3 separate regions of the Sus scrofa genome follow, and all the other regions are linked to region 1. The links are chromatin contacts, called in public Hi-C and promoter capture Hi-C maps. All regions are on one chromosome and are shown on one strand. The core of a region is the stretch at or near the end of the contact, and the rest is flanking DNA. Distances in the headings are between cores, read along the strand shown. Region 1 holds the start of METAP1D (methionine aminopeptidase 1D, mitochondrial). Region 2 holds the start of DLX1 (homeobox protein DLX-1). Region 3 holds the start of DLX2 (homeobox protein DLX-2).

Region 1 (4,770 bases), core at 1,602-4,101:
CAGTCATAAAAAACAATTCAATTTTGCCGTTTGCAACAACATGGATGGGCCTGGAGGGTATTAAGCTAAGTAAAATATGTCAGAGAAAGACAGTGACTGTATGACATCATTTATATGTGGGATCTACAAGATAAAACAAACTAGTAAATATAACAAAAATGAAACAGACTCGAGGATATAGAAAATAAACTAGTGGTTACCATTAGGGAGAGGGAAAGAGGAGGGGCAAGACAGAGGTAGAGGATTAAGAGGTACAAATTACTGTGTATTAAATAAATAAGCTACAAGGATCTATTGTTCAGCACAGGGAATATAGCCAATATTTTATAACTATAAATGGTGTATAATCTGTAAAAAATTAGGATCACCATGTTGTATACTTGTAACTATACCTCAATTTTAAAAAGTAAAAAATATAAATCAGCTATACCTCAATTTTAAAAAGTAAAAAAAAAAGAAAAAACTCAGATATATCAATGAGTGAGGTCTGAGACCACCCTCACCCTCTTCCTTATAGCCTCTACTACCTCCTCTCCTTGGCCGAGGCCACCATACCAGGTGGGCTGCTGCTCCAACAATGGATAGGCTGGTATGCTGAGGCACTGTTTCTGCTTACAAGTCTATAATATCTTTCAAATCAAGAGGCTGGACAGGCTTGAAATGAATGCAGTCCAGACTAGGGGCCTGAGAGCAACAAAACTCCCTTGGAACAAAGTTTGGTCTTACCCTATAGCTAAGTTAGCCCTATCTGGTCCCATTCTCCTCTGCTTAATTACACTGACAGGCTGCTCAGGAGGGGCAGCATGTTATTTACTGAGTCCACTTGGATTAGGCCTACAAATGGCTATAGATCCACAAAATCTTCAGAATTTCAAGGTAGAAGGGGCTCAGGGAGGGCAATCTTTTTTTTTTTTTTTTTTTTTTCCCTAGGGCTGCACCCAGGGCATATGGAGGTTCCCAGGCAGGGTCGAATTGGAGCTGTAGCCAGCGGCCTACACCACAGCCACAGCAATGCGGGAGCCGAGCTTCGTCTGCGACCTACACCACAGTTCAAGGCAACAACAGATCCTTAACCCACTGAGTGAGGCCAGGGATCAAACCCGCCACCTCATGGTTCTTAGCCAGATTTGTTAACCACTGAGCCATGACGGGAACTCCATGGGAGGGCAATCTTATTAGAAGGGGGTGGGACTTAGTTTCATTTGCCTAGAAGTTACATGGCCCAGAAAATGACATTATACAAATCAAAAATGGGAGGGCCAGGAGGCCCTCTCCCTTGCTTCCTGGCTTTTTCTTGCCACTGCTAGAGACGAAGGAAGAGGGCACACGTGGCAAGGAGAAAGCCCCTTCATTTTTCACAACTGCCTTAAATATGACATTACTTTTCCAAAAAAAAAAAAAAAAAGAACATTTATACATTTTGTCTAAGGGTCCCCCTGGATTATGCAGTAACATATCCAGCATACTCTCAAGCGATTGGTACGGGAAACAATATTCTGCCAGCAAGTTGGCTAAAAGAGTGTTCTAGAAACTTTCTGCCTGAACATAATCATTTGAAGCTGGACCCTAACTTTACAGGGGTCCAGTCAGCTATTTAGACAGGTTCCTGTTATATGTGCAGATTATGTTTATGCAGGACTCTGTGTTCTTGGAAAGAATGTTCATTTGACTTAAAAAATGTAAACAGGAATTCCCACTGTGGTGCAGTGGGTTAAGGATCTGACACTGCTGCAGCTTGGATTCAATCTCTAGCCTGGGAACTTCCATATGCCACAGGTGCAGCCAAAAAAAAAAAAAAAGTAAATAAATACAAGTATTTCCTCATGGTAAAAGTGAACACATTGGAGGGCAGGAATGGAACTATTCTTCTAAAGCCATAGAATAAAATGCTAAGAAACAATCCTGAAATGAAATCAAAAGATTGTTTTTCTGATTCAGATAGTAAAACTGAGAAGCCAGTTCAAGAAGGAATACACATTCTTTTTGAGATTCTTTCCACTATGGTTCATTAAAAATATTGAACATAGTTTCCTGTGCTATACAGTAGGATCTTGTTTTTCATTTTATATACAGTAGTTTGTATCTGCTAATCCCAAACTCCCAATTTATCCCTCCCTCACCCTTTCCCCTTTGGCAACCGTAAGTTTGTTTTCTATGTCTATGAGTCTGTTTCTGTTTTGGAAATAAGTTCATTTGTGTCATATTTTAGATTCCACATATAAGTGATACCATGTGGTATTTGTCTTTCTGTCAGAAGAGATAAGAGTATGATAATCTCTAGGTCCATCCATGTTGCTGCAAATGACATTATTTCATGGCTTTTTTATGGCTGAGTAGCAGTATTTTTTTTTTTTTTTTTGGCCAAGCCCACAACATGTGGAAGTTACTGGGCCAAGGATCAAACCTGCACCATAGCACCAACCCAAGCCACAGCAGTGACAACACTGGATCCTTAACCCACTGGGCCACAGAGGAACTCCGAGAATTCCAGTTTTTAATCTAACATCAGATGGATGTGATGAAAGAAGCTAAATCAAGTATCAGTGGACAAGCTATCACTTGTGCAAGTTCATCTCAAGCTCATCCAGCTTCTCCACATTCTATGCTGAATTTATTGGGGATTTCCTCAATGGATTCCACTATGGTGGTGCCATCTGAGTTCTCATAGTGTTTCCTTTTCCTTCTACTTGCAGGGGAATAAATTGTGCATTTGTTTTCCAGAGATTGGCTGAGTTGAATCACATGAATGTGTGTTCTATTTCAGATGTGTCTGAAATTGGGCTTAATGCCTTCTGATGTTTCTCTAAGGATTCTGGGTTTTTTTTTTTTTTTTTTTTTTTTTTCGGTACACCTCCTGATACTTGGTGCTCTGCTAACTATTGGGCTCTTTTCCTATAGATTGCTGGCTTCAGTTACACAGAGGGCAGATTTACCATGTTCAAAAACTCTCTCCTTGGAATTGATCTGTGTTTGAAAAAGATGGGGCTTGAAGTTACTCTAAAGAGTACATTTCATTCTCATTCTTGTACATCTTTACCTCAGTGGAAAACGTTTTTTCTCTTTATTTTTCAGGGTGACCCAAAAGCATATAAAACCAGATCTCCAAGAAGTACAGATGTGTCCTTTAATGAACTACCCGAATTCACCCTCTTTAAAAGAAACACAGGGAGTTCCCTGGTGGCTCAGTGGGTTAAGGATCCAGCATTGTCACTGATGTGGCACAGGTGTGATCCCTGGGCCAGGAACTTCCATATGCTGCAGGTGTGGCAAAAAACTTCTTTTTTTTTTTAAAGTAAAAATATCAGGACTCTGTACTCATAAAAAAGAATGAGCTCCAGCATAGTGTGCTAAGATTTTATGGAAAAAGTTGTAAAAGTAAGTATATGTGATTCCATTTAAAATATTTACATATATTTGTAAAAAGCATGGAATTTGTAAAAAGCATAGTGCTTGACTCAAGAGTGAGATTTGTGGTGTGTAGAGAGGGTGAGAAAGGGGTCTTACACTTTTTTCTTTACTCATTTCTGAACTGTCTGGGTTTTTCACTGAATGTATAGTTAAATTCTTAAAAAATAATTAGGAGACATCATACACATTCACCAAGAATCCTTATTAATCTTTACTGCATTTAACAGTCTGGGAAACTCTTACATTCTCGGTTTGACTGGGTCCATGGAGAGTGCAATTCACCAGACATTCCTTGACTATCAGGCTCTTTGCTGGGTACCAGGCCACCAAGATGAATAATATCAGGTCCATGACAGGATGGAAATCTGCCCCAGAATTCATATAAAAGGAACAGTGAATTTGGTAAAAATGGGCACCATCATCACTAGGAATACATCAGCTCCCTCACTTGATTCATAACTGGCCTTCTGCAGGCTTCATCTTTTGGCAGCGCAATTGGCAGACGTCATCCTGTCATTCTTAAGAGTCAAATTTAGGATTAAGGCTCCAGCTAATACCTCTGAACGAGAGGTGTCCTTGGGGAAAGAAAAGTCTCCTGTATACCCGCTGTGGTACCCAGAATAGATTTTGCAGCTGCACACGGATCCTGTCTTGTCTGTTGTCTCCGCTGAGTAACCTACGTTTCTGGGACAGCAAAGGGGCAGCTGGTGACTTTGAACCAAATTTTACCTTTCACCTAAAATCCAGGGAAATAATTTGCAACAAAGTGGCAGACGATGCAAAGTGCTAGGTTGAACGCTAGATTGTGCTTTATTTTTTTTCCTCCCAACTTTATGTTTCCATGCACCAAAATGTTGATGCTACAAATATTGGGTACCACGCTTACCTGACAGGCTTCTTCCATCCTACCTGGGCGCGGGGGCTCAGAGCGAGCGCGCAAACCGCGGCTGGAGCCCGCCTCTCGCGGCCGGAGCAGGCTCGGCCGGCCGAGGGTTTCCCTACTGGCCCCGGTGCCAGAGCCGCTCTGCCGCCGGGACGCCTGCAGTCAGCCCCCGGCGCGCACGCGCGCTCCCCTCAGGCGGCCTCGTCGCCTCAGGTCTTCGGCAGGGCTGCGCGACTGGAAGGCTCCAACCAGCGGGGCGGGGCTAGGAGCGAGAGCTCTCGGCCACGTGACTGACGCCAACATGGCGGCGCCCAGCGGCGTCCACCTGCTCGTCCGAAGAGGTAAGCACCTGAAGGACAGCCGGGTGGGGGTGTTTACGGTCGCTCACTCGCTCCCCAGTCGGGAACAAGGGATACACGTCCGCGATCAGACACCTCCGCGCACACAAATATGCTTTCAGTTCTACGGACACATGTAGG
Region 2 (4,302 bases), core at 908-3,407, 90 kb after region 1:
TCCCCTGCTCTGAGAAAGACTTGGATTTCCCCTTCCAGATGTGGATGGCCGAGAGCCCTGGAGACCGTCGCGACCCGAGGCCGCCTCTCCCCTTTTCCCCGCTCTGCAGTTCTCTGGAATAAACTGGCCCTGGACAGCCTAGCCGTCGGGTTTCCTCACGCGTTGCCCTGAGCACCCAGAATCGCCAGTCCTACTTCCATCCGTCCCAACCCCGACCCCGCGCCAGTCGCAGCGATCACTTACGTGGGCAGGGCCCGCGAGGAGACCAGGGGCCCCGGCGGCATCTGCTGCTGTGCAGGGCGCACCGCACTCCGTACCCCAAAACAGGCGCTAGGAAAGAGCAATTAAAACCACAAGTGCAACACGGCAATCAAGAGGAGTGGAACGGCTCCGGGAGTTGTCTGGTGGCGGAGTCATTAGCTGGTTGTTGCTACAAAGCCTCACCGTGTGGTTCGGTGATTAAGGAAAAAAAAAAAAAAGAAAGAAAGAAAGAAAAATCTTTTTAAACGTTGGCAAACCCGTTATTGGTTTGGAGGATTGGTTGTTTTGATTTGCTTTGCTTTTGTTTTTCTTTTTGCTCCAACCACTGCTGCCTGAAATACTTCTACCCCCCAACATCGTACACTTAAACCAAAGGAGAGGAATTCCGCGGGCAGCAGCTGCTGCTACAGAAGTTAAAAAAGAGAAGCCCCTTCCGTTGATATCTGTAACGACAGCACGGATGTAATTTGTTTTGAATGTTCATTTTTATTGGTGTTCCCTCTGCCAAAATGTGCTTGATTACAGAGGTTTGTCCTGTGATCACTGCGCACTCTAGACAGGGGAAGGTGCCTCGGCGAAGGTTCAGCTCAGGCCAGATCAAATCCGGGGCTGTTTAACGCTGAAAGGCTGCATGTTGCTATTAGTGTTAAATATATGGCTAATTATGCGTATGAAAATTAAACATCAGTGTTATGCTAATGGGGCGCCTTCAGCTGCGGATCTGAGCACTTGAGACTACCATTTAATCAAATGAATCAGTAACTAATACATCTGCACGTGTGAACTTTCACAAGATCATTTCCCCGTTCTCGTCACACGCTAAATTATGAAAGAAATAATTATCAACACTTTCTAATTACCTAACAAAGTAATTTGGGATTCACCGTGGGGCTGGCGGGATGGGGAACCAACAGCCCCTCACAGCCAGCGTGGTGCGCGCCACGCCTCACGGGGGTGGTTGTGTTGTGGTGGCTGCGGGGGCTTTTGTGTGCTTTTCTGTACCTAGCGCCCCAGAAGACAGAAGGCGCCGCGGCAGCTTTTGCCTTCACCAGCCCTGCCCCAGGCCCAGTGGCGCCCGCTTTGACCCCTGGAGATGAGGAGGATCCTGGGCGACAATGAGAGACGTGTCTACACACAGATACTCGATCTTACAACTGGCCTGGTTTTGCCGCGGGTTTCGGTGTCCCCCAGGACTCCTACACCCTGGGTGCTCTCGCCAGACCCCAGGAGGCCGGAAAATGACCACCTGGCGTCCTCAGCCCAAGCAGAATTGAGCCCGCCAACTCCTGGGCTCTACTCTGCGCCGCGCCTTTGGGGCGAGTGAGCCGGACGCTTGGCTCAGAGGGAGTGGAGAAGGGAGGGGGAGGCGGAGGAAGGTTGGGAGGGAAAGAGGGGGGGTGTGGGTTGGGGGGAGGGGGCGGTACGGCCGTCTTTCCTGGGAGGAGAAGCGCGGGTTCCTGGCTCCGCGCGCACTGCTTTAATCAGACCGGTGTAGCCTGGAGCTGGAGTGGCCAGCTTGGCCTGGAGCAATGCGAGCGGGCCCCAGGGAGCGGCGGCGGCGCGGCGGCCGAGTGAGTGAGTTCGCCCGGAGGGCCCCAAACACGCCCCCAGGGATGTGGCAGAGTGGACCCAGGTCGGGGAGGCGCCGCCAGGAGAGCGCTGCTCAAGGCACAGGACTCTCTGGAGGACAGCGCTCTATTGACCGCCTCCGGCGCAACCATTGCGCGACTCTGGGCTCCAGAGGCCGCAGTAAGGCTCGAGAGCCGCCCTAGCTCAGCACCGGACTGGGTAGCTGCGGCTAGGAGAAGCGGTGCGCTGGTCCCCGGTGTTGTGGGGGCGGGCAAAGGGTGGGGACAGTAGGAGGGGGAGGGCAGCAGAGCGGAGCCGCTGCTTGGTTTCTGGGAAGTAAGGGGCGCCGGGGAGGTGGGAGGCTGAAGAGCCGCGGGCCGCGTAGGTCCCGGAGCGAGCGCCGCAGCCCATTGTGCGCCCCACGCGGCGCGCTCTGTTGCAGAGGAGCCCCGGCCGGGAAGTGTGGATGCGTCTCTCCCGAGGCCGAGCCGCCTCGCCCGCTCTAGTCCAGCGGAGCCGGAGCGCCTCGGACCAATCCCCGGTGATTATGCAAGACAGCGGACCAATCAGCTCCGCCAGCTCATGAATATTTATGACCTTGGCTGAGTCAAAGCTTTGAAGCGAGTTTGGGGAGCTCGGCAGCATCATGCTTAGACTTTTCAAAGAGGCAAACTCCATTTTCTTATGAATGGAAAGTGAAAACCCCTGTTCCGCTTAAATTGGGTTCCTTCCTGTCCTGAGAAACACAGAGACCCCAAAAAGGGAAGCAGAGGAGAGAGAGAGACCCACACCTAGACCCCGCGAGAAGAGATGACCATGACCACCATGCCAGAAAGTCTCAACAGCCCCGTGTCGGGCAAGGCGGTGTTTATGGAGTTTGGGCCGCCCAACCAGCAAATGTCTCCTTCTCCCATGTCCCACGGGCACTACTCCATGCACTGTTTACACTCGGCGGGCCATTCGCAGCCCGACGGCGCCTACAGCTCGGCCTCGTCCTTCTCCCGACCGCTGGGCTACCCCTACGTCAACTCGGTCAGCAGCCACGCGTCCAGCCCCTACATCAGTTCGGTGCAGTCCTACCCGGGCAGCGCCAGCCTCGCCCAGAGCCGCCTGGAGGACCCAGGTACGTGAGCCTGCCAGGGAGAGGAAGAGACAGGAAGGGAGGGAGGGAGAGGAAGAGGGAGAGAAGAGAGAGAGAGAGAAAGAGAGAGAGAGGGGGAGAGAGAGAAATGGGATGGGGGTGGGGAGGGCGCCAGGCAGTAGAGGGAGGTTTCGGGTATCAATCCCTGTCGTAGCAAAGATACTTTAAAAATATATAATATGTCCACCCAACTTGCAACTATCCAGCAAAGGATAAATCCGAGAGCGTCCCCTGACACTGGCTGGGCCTCTGGGCGGCTCCATGCGTGGAAAACACAATGCCCCGCTGGAAAACAGAAACCCACATGTGCACGTATTAGTCTCGGTAATTATTTATTGCGTAGCGCTATAAACAATGTATGCAATTAAGGGTAATTAAACCTCAACTACCGCCTGCAAAAATTGCAAACTTTTCCTGCAAAGGCAAGAGTTGCGCGCCTGTGAACTGCCCCAGTTCGCTTGCAGCGGCCAGGGGCCTGCCCTTTGGACTTGGCGGAACCCTTCCCTGACTTTCAGAGTTTCTTGAGCATTCTCACTCCTGGCCCAGCCTCTGCCATCCCTCTGCTGTCACTTGCTATCAGCTCCACGCACTAAAGTTGGTCCTTTGCATTAACAACGGCCCCCACATCTGCTGTTCCTTCAGGGGCTGACTCCGAGAAGAGCACTGTGGTGGAAGGCGGTGAAGTGCGCTTCAATGGCAAGGGGAAAAAGATCCGTAAACCCAGGACGATTTATTCCAGTTTGCAGTTGCAGGCTTTGAACCGGAGGTTCCAGCAAACTCAGTACCTAGCTCTGCCCGAGAGGGCGGAGCTCGCGGCCTCCCTGGGACTCACGCAGACGCAGGTACCTCGCCGCTGCCCCACCGTGGCGCCAAGCAGGCTTCCCTTGGCCCACCTGCGCCCAGAGTTCCATTTCTTGCTCTATGTGCCTCAGGGGTCCGTGTGCGTGCGTGCGTGCGTGCGTGTGTGTCCGTGTGTGTCCCACCCCTGGCTCTCCCATCGCCTTTGCTTCCTCAATAGTTCTCTCTGCCCTGGCTCAGTCACTGCACTCTACTCCGTGCTGCCGGCAGCCCGGCCCTGAGCAATCTGATTAGGGCGCAGGAAGGATTTCCCTGGACATTTTGTTTGGGGACTCTGAGGTCACACGTGCCCGAACAACTGGAACAATAGACTCTGGGCTTAATCCCTTCTTTGCCTTTAAAGTGTGTGGCTAAGCACTAGTGGCCTGGGCCGGAGCCTCTGTCTCCCTCCTCCTCCACCTTCTCACTGTGTTGGGCTGGGGTGGGGGTGGGGGGAAATCCTTTCCTCGGCCCTCTCACATCCCAGATCCCAG
Region 3 (4,522 bases), core at 577-3,076, 110 kb after region 1:
ACGTGCCGTCGTCTCGGAGGCTCTGTTGGTTCCTACTCCAAAAAAACAAAACAAAACAAAACAACCCGAGACGGCTGATGTGTGTGCCCTGAGGGGGTGGTGACAGCGGGAGAGGGTCAGTAGAGCCAATTGTTTTACCCGCTTAATCAGTAGTGCGCTGGAAGACAGCTTGGTGCGAGATTTCTGCCCACCCTCGTTCTTTCCTTTTCTCACACGAAGTGGCCCCCTGGGGGATTTCAGCTTCCGGTGTAGAAGTTTAGGCCGCCCAAGGCACGCACGGCCTCGAAATCCTTAAAATCACTTCTAAAAATATTTTAAAGACACAGTCTTGAACCCGCCTGCTTCTCGGCCATCCCCGGCCAGCGCCCTCCTCGTGCCTCCCAGGCCGCGAGCCCTCACCTGAGTCTGGGTGAGGCCCAGAGACGCCGCCAGCTCGGCTCGCTCGGGCAGTGCCAGGTATTGAGTCTTTTGGAAACGCCGCTGAAGAGCTGCCAGCTGGAAACTGGAGTAGATGGTTCGAGGTTTCCGGACTTTCTTTGGCTTCCCGTTTACTATCCGGATTTCAGGCTCGAGGTCCTCTTTCTCTGCAGTGAAGCGGAATCATGAGAACCGCGCGATCAGGGGAGCCCAGGAGTTCCCGCCCGCCAGGAGGGGAGCGTGGAACCTGGCCTAAGCTGGGAGGCGGGTTCTTGGGGACGCTCTGCGGCGCTCAGGCACAACTTCGCCATGGGCGGACCCATGCCGCCACCAAACCAGGGAGCTAGCTCCTCCAGGGAAGGGAGGACGGGAGCAAAAGCGGGAGAAAAGAGCAGCAGGTGGTAAGGAAATGAGGTTACCGAGGCATGCACAGTGCACCCATTCGGCCGCCGAGGCGACCTGGTCCCACAAACTGAGTACCGAGGGACATACCCAGTGATCCTCGGCCGACTGGAAGTTGAGGAGGTAAAGGGCGAGGGGCGAGCGGGGAGCCGGCAGAGTGAAAGGCGAGGGCTCCGGATGGACCCCTGCCCCAATCATTTTTATCCCACCCATCCCAGTAACCAGACCGACTTTGCACCCTAGATGTCAACCACGCATACCAGGTTCGTTGTTGGCCGGGGACGAACTGGTCCCGTAGGGCGCGTAGGAGGTGTAGGCGGCGGTGTAGCCCAGGTCGTAGCCACTCTTGGCTGAATAAGGGACGTTGTTGAGGCCGCTGGCGTGGTACTGGTAGGAACCCATGTGCGCGTAGGGTGAGCCCCCACCGCCGCCTCCGCCGCCCGCTGGGTGTTGCTGGTTGGTGTAATAGCTGCTGTCGGTAGCTGTGGACACCGGGAGGGTGGGCGACTCCTGGGGCTTGTGGAGGCTGCTGCCGTTGCTGCCGCCGGGGCCAGCGCCGCCGCCGCTCGGGGGCTGCTGGTGCTGGTGGTACGTGCTGGAGGCCGTGATCTGGGTCGAGTGCATATCAGCCACCAGACTGTCAAAGACTCCAGTCATCCTGGCCCGGGACGGGAAAGAGCCGGGGTGGCGGGCGCGAGGGGGGTAGTGAGGCGCCTCCTCCGTCTCTCGCAGTCCCCTCCAGCAGCCAATGTAATTACAGTGGGGGAGGGGGGAGGAAAACAAGAAATGTAGCAATGGTCTAGGCAACTCCTCCTCCGGGGGAGGCGATCACCGTGCACTGCTCTGGACAGCTGCCGCGGGCCGCATCCTCTCTCCGCCTCTCGGGCCGCTCGGTCCTTTGCCCCGCGCGGGCTCGGGCAGGGGGCGGGCAGTGGAGGGGGCAGGGGTGGCGGGGCCTGGCCAGGGCTCCGGGAGGTGGGAGCAGGTGAGCTGCCGGGAGCTGCTTTACGATTGTCTGCGGGGCGGGCTCCTGCAGGGTGGGCATTTAACACTCGTCACGTGAGCTCAGGCGACGTCACCTAGCAACAGCCAATCGAAAGCGCCGGGCCGCGAATCTAAGGGCGCCCAGGAACACCCGACGGGGGGGGGGCAGTGTCACTGTGCGGGCGCTGCTGCTGCCTTGGTCTTGGGTGCAGACTGGCGGCTGCTGAATATGACTTACTGGGCGAGGAGTGGAGTGGGGGCGGTGGGGAGTCAGGGTGGCCAGCTTCAGGAGGTCATAAGGCGTGAAGATGGAGACCGGCATTTCGCCTCAGAGGAAGAGGAAATTGGGGTCTCCCATTCCATTCTGCGTACAAGTGCCAACCAATTCCAGTGATTCGTACCTTCATGTCCGAGGTCAGCTTTCCAACATTAATTAAAGGAAAGCAGTGTCGAAAGCCCAGCCAGCTCTAGCTCCGCTTTTCCTCAAAGGGTCTGGTGTTTACTATTTTCAGCCACTCTGCACTCCAGCCAATTGATTTGATTTAAATTATCCATAAACTACGGATAATACCTGCTTCCTAACCGACCCACAGAGATATTAGGACAATTAATTCGATACTATTTAAACTATTTTCCTTGTCGTTTGAGAGAAAAGCTATATAAATTCAAAGGTTGCTCTTATTATTAAGGTTATTGCTAATGATATATTTGAAACCGTTTTCCCTTGTACTTTTCTGACATGCAGAGACTCAGAGTAATTACGTGTATCTGGTGGCTAATTGACAACTGATAAAACGATCCTGAGGATTTCCTCTATAGGAAAGCTAGACTAAACTGACCAGATGGCCTTCAAAGTACATTCTAACTTTATAATTCCACGTTTTTACGAAAAAGGAAATGGGATAATTTTTCAGTGAGAGAGTCATCTCGATGCTACAAAACTTGGTACGTTTACAGAAACAAATAGAAAAGTTTTATCTCTCGCACTTAACCCTGTTTTTACAATTTTTTCACTTTAGGACCATGTTTTGCCCTATCATCGCAATTTCCTCTTTTAAGTCTCAAGTGTCGACCTCCTCTCTATCTCTATTACCTGGTGATTGGGAATCATGGCCCAGAGTGGAAGAACTCTCGACTTTACTGAACTCCGCAGTTCCTGCCTTGTGGCGCCACCTGGTGGAGGTGTTTGTGGTTGCGGCGGGACCAGTAGACGGTTTAATCACGCCTAGGCGCCAGTCTTTGAAACACCCCAAAAGAACAAAATAGTAATTAAAAGCCACAAAATTGTGCTAGTGCGCACCATCTGAAGCACCCCTTTCTAAAGACATAACATTTTGCTGAAAGAACTTGTTACAACAACTGCCTAATGGAAAACAAGTTGATACTTTGAAAAATATCATCTTTGGTTTTCTTCCCCAGAAAAAGCAAGTGTGTAATTAAAACTCCAGCATCCACACAGAACACTCTCTGCAGAATAGTGAGGTGGTAATCCACCTTCAAATCTTCCAGATTTAGTTCTTAGTCTTCCTTTTGGTTTCAAAATGCCCCTGGATGAAGAGGGCTGAGCTAGATAGAAAGCTTTGGGAGATGGGGCTCACCGCCATGGGACATATAGCCTGCTGCTTTGTGGGCTCCAGTCACAAAGTTAACCTCTTGATATTTAATCAGGATTGCCTTTTGGTGTCTTGACACCAAATTCCAAGTTTTTCTGTCACCACAGTGGTAGCTGTTTTGACCTGAGTTTGAAACTTGTTTTCCCCGTGAAAGTGAAATATAAAAGATCTAATTTCTGTAGTCTTGCCTTCTCTCTTTCCTCTGTTCCTCTCTTCCCACCCCAGACATGTCTTCCAGATCTATTCATGGTGGCAAGTGTGTTGTTTTATTATCTATGACAACCTGCATTAATAGCCTAAAGTCCAGGTCAGCGGAGATCTGGAAAATAGCCCCTTCCTTGAAGGAACTATGACCCCAGGCCCCCATTAACTGGACAGCAAGGAACTGTGTGCATGTGGGAGAAAAGACCAGAGGCAATGAACAAAGAGAGAGAGAGGCAGAATTTACAACTGCACTTGAAGAATCAAGAAAAGACTTGAGACATTAATTCTGATAATCTGGACACAAATCTGGGTTTGCCTAAATTATCTGATCATTGCATCACACTATTCACATGACTTCTTCACTTTGGTCTAAAGTCAGGGAGACAGCAGTAGAGAATCTACACTCTTGTCTGCAGTTCAGAGCAGTTATGCTTCTCTCCACAGTGATCAGAGAGGGGTTTAGCGGGGCTCAGACAGCGTTTGGGGGAATGGAGATGGATCCCTGCAGCCAAAATTCCTGTTCGGCCTCAGGGCACTCTCCTTTTCTGCTCTGCTTTCGGGTTTTCTCTCTCTGCCTGGGCTGGCTTGCTTATTATTTGTTTATTTAACACTGAAGGGACCCGAAGGAGGATGGGAGAAGAGGGAGGGGCTCAGTGTCTCTGCTCTAATCATATATGATCTAACACTATCGCTGAGACCTTTCCACTTTGGATCCCATGCCCACCAGGTTGTCTGGAAGGCACTTTGGTCAAAGAGTCTCACCATCGCCTGCCTCCCTTGGGAACCTTGTGAGAACCCTTGCAGGCAAGGACGGAATTATTGTTCCCATTGTAAAGATGGACACTGAGGCTCCAGGGTAGAAATGACTTCCTTTGAGTTAGGTACCCTTCCTATCTCTGTTG

What was found. Promoter capture Hi-C pulls out the DNA fragments that hold promoters and counts their contacts. Hi-C and Micro-C count contacts between places; a contact is called where the count stands out from the background.
Region 2: a contact with region 1 is called in a promoter capture Hi-C map of fetal skeletal muscle, with 3 times the contacts expected there. The contact joins the promoter of DLX1 here to the promoter of METAP1D in region 1. A contact is called at or near these places in 2 of 5 promoter capture datasets (fetal skeletal muscle and liver) and 4 of 47 Hi-C or Micro-C datasets (brain, embryonic fibroblasts and heart right ventricle).
Region 3: a contact with region 1 is called in a Hi-C map of liver, with 2.6 times the contacts expected there. The contact joins the promoter of DLX2 here to the promoter of METAP1D in region 1. A contact is called at or near these places in 1 of 5 promoter capture datasets (liver) and 5 of 47 Hi-C or Micro-C datasets (brain, embryonic fibroblasts, liver and 1 more).

What each region holds. Positions count from the first base shown.
Region 1 is chr15:78,093,850-78,098,619 of Sscrofa11.1, forward strand. It overlaps METAP1D (methionine aminopeptidase 1D, mitochondrial), which reads left to right and starts at 2,852. Exons shown (of 10, transcript XM_021075524.1): 1 at 2,852-4,632. The coding sequence starts at 4,593.
Region 2 is chr15:78,184,539-78,188,840 of Sscrofa11.1, forward strand. DLX1 (homeobox protein DLX-1) reads left to right here and starts at 2,158. Exons shown (of 3, transcript XM_013984283.2): 1 at 2,158-2,953; 2 at 3,614-3,813. The coding sequence starts at 2,641.
Region 3 is chr15:78,202,438-78,206,959 of Sscrofa11.1, forward strand. It overlaps DLX2 (homeobox protein DLX-2), which reads right to left and starts at 1,827. Exons shown (of 3, transcript XM_003133477.4): 1 at 1,080-1,827; 2 at 400-584. The coding sequence starts at 1,476.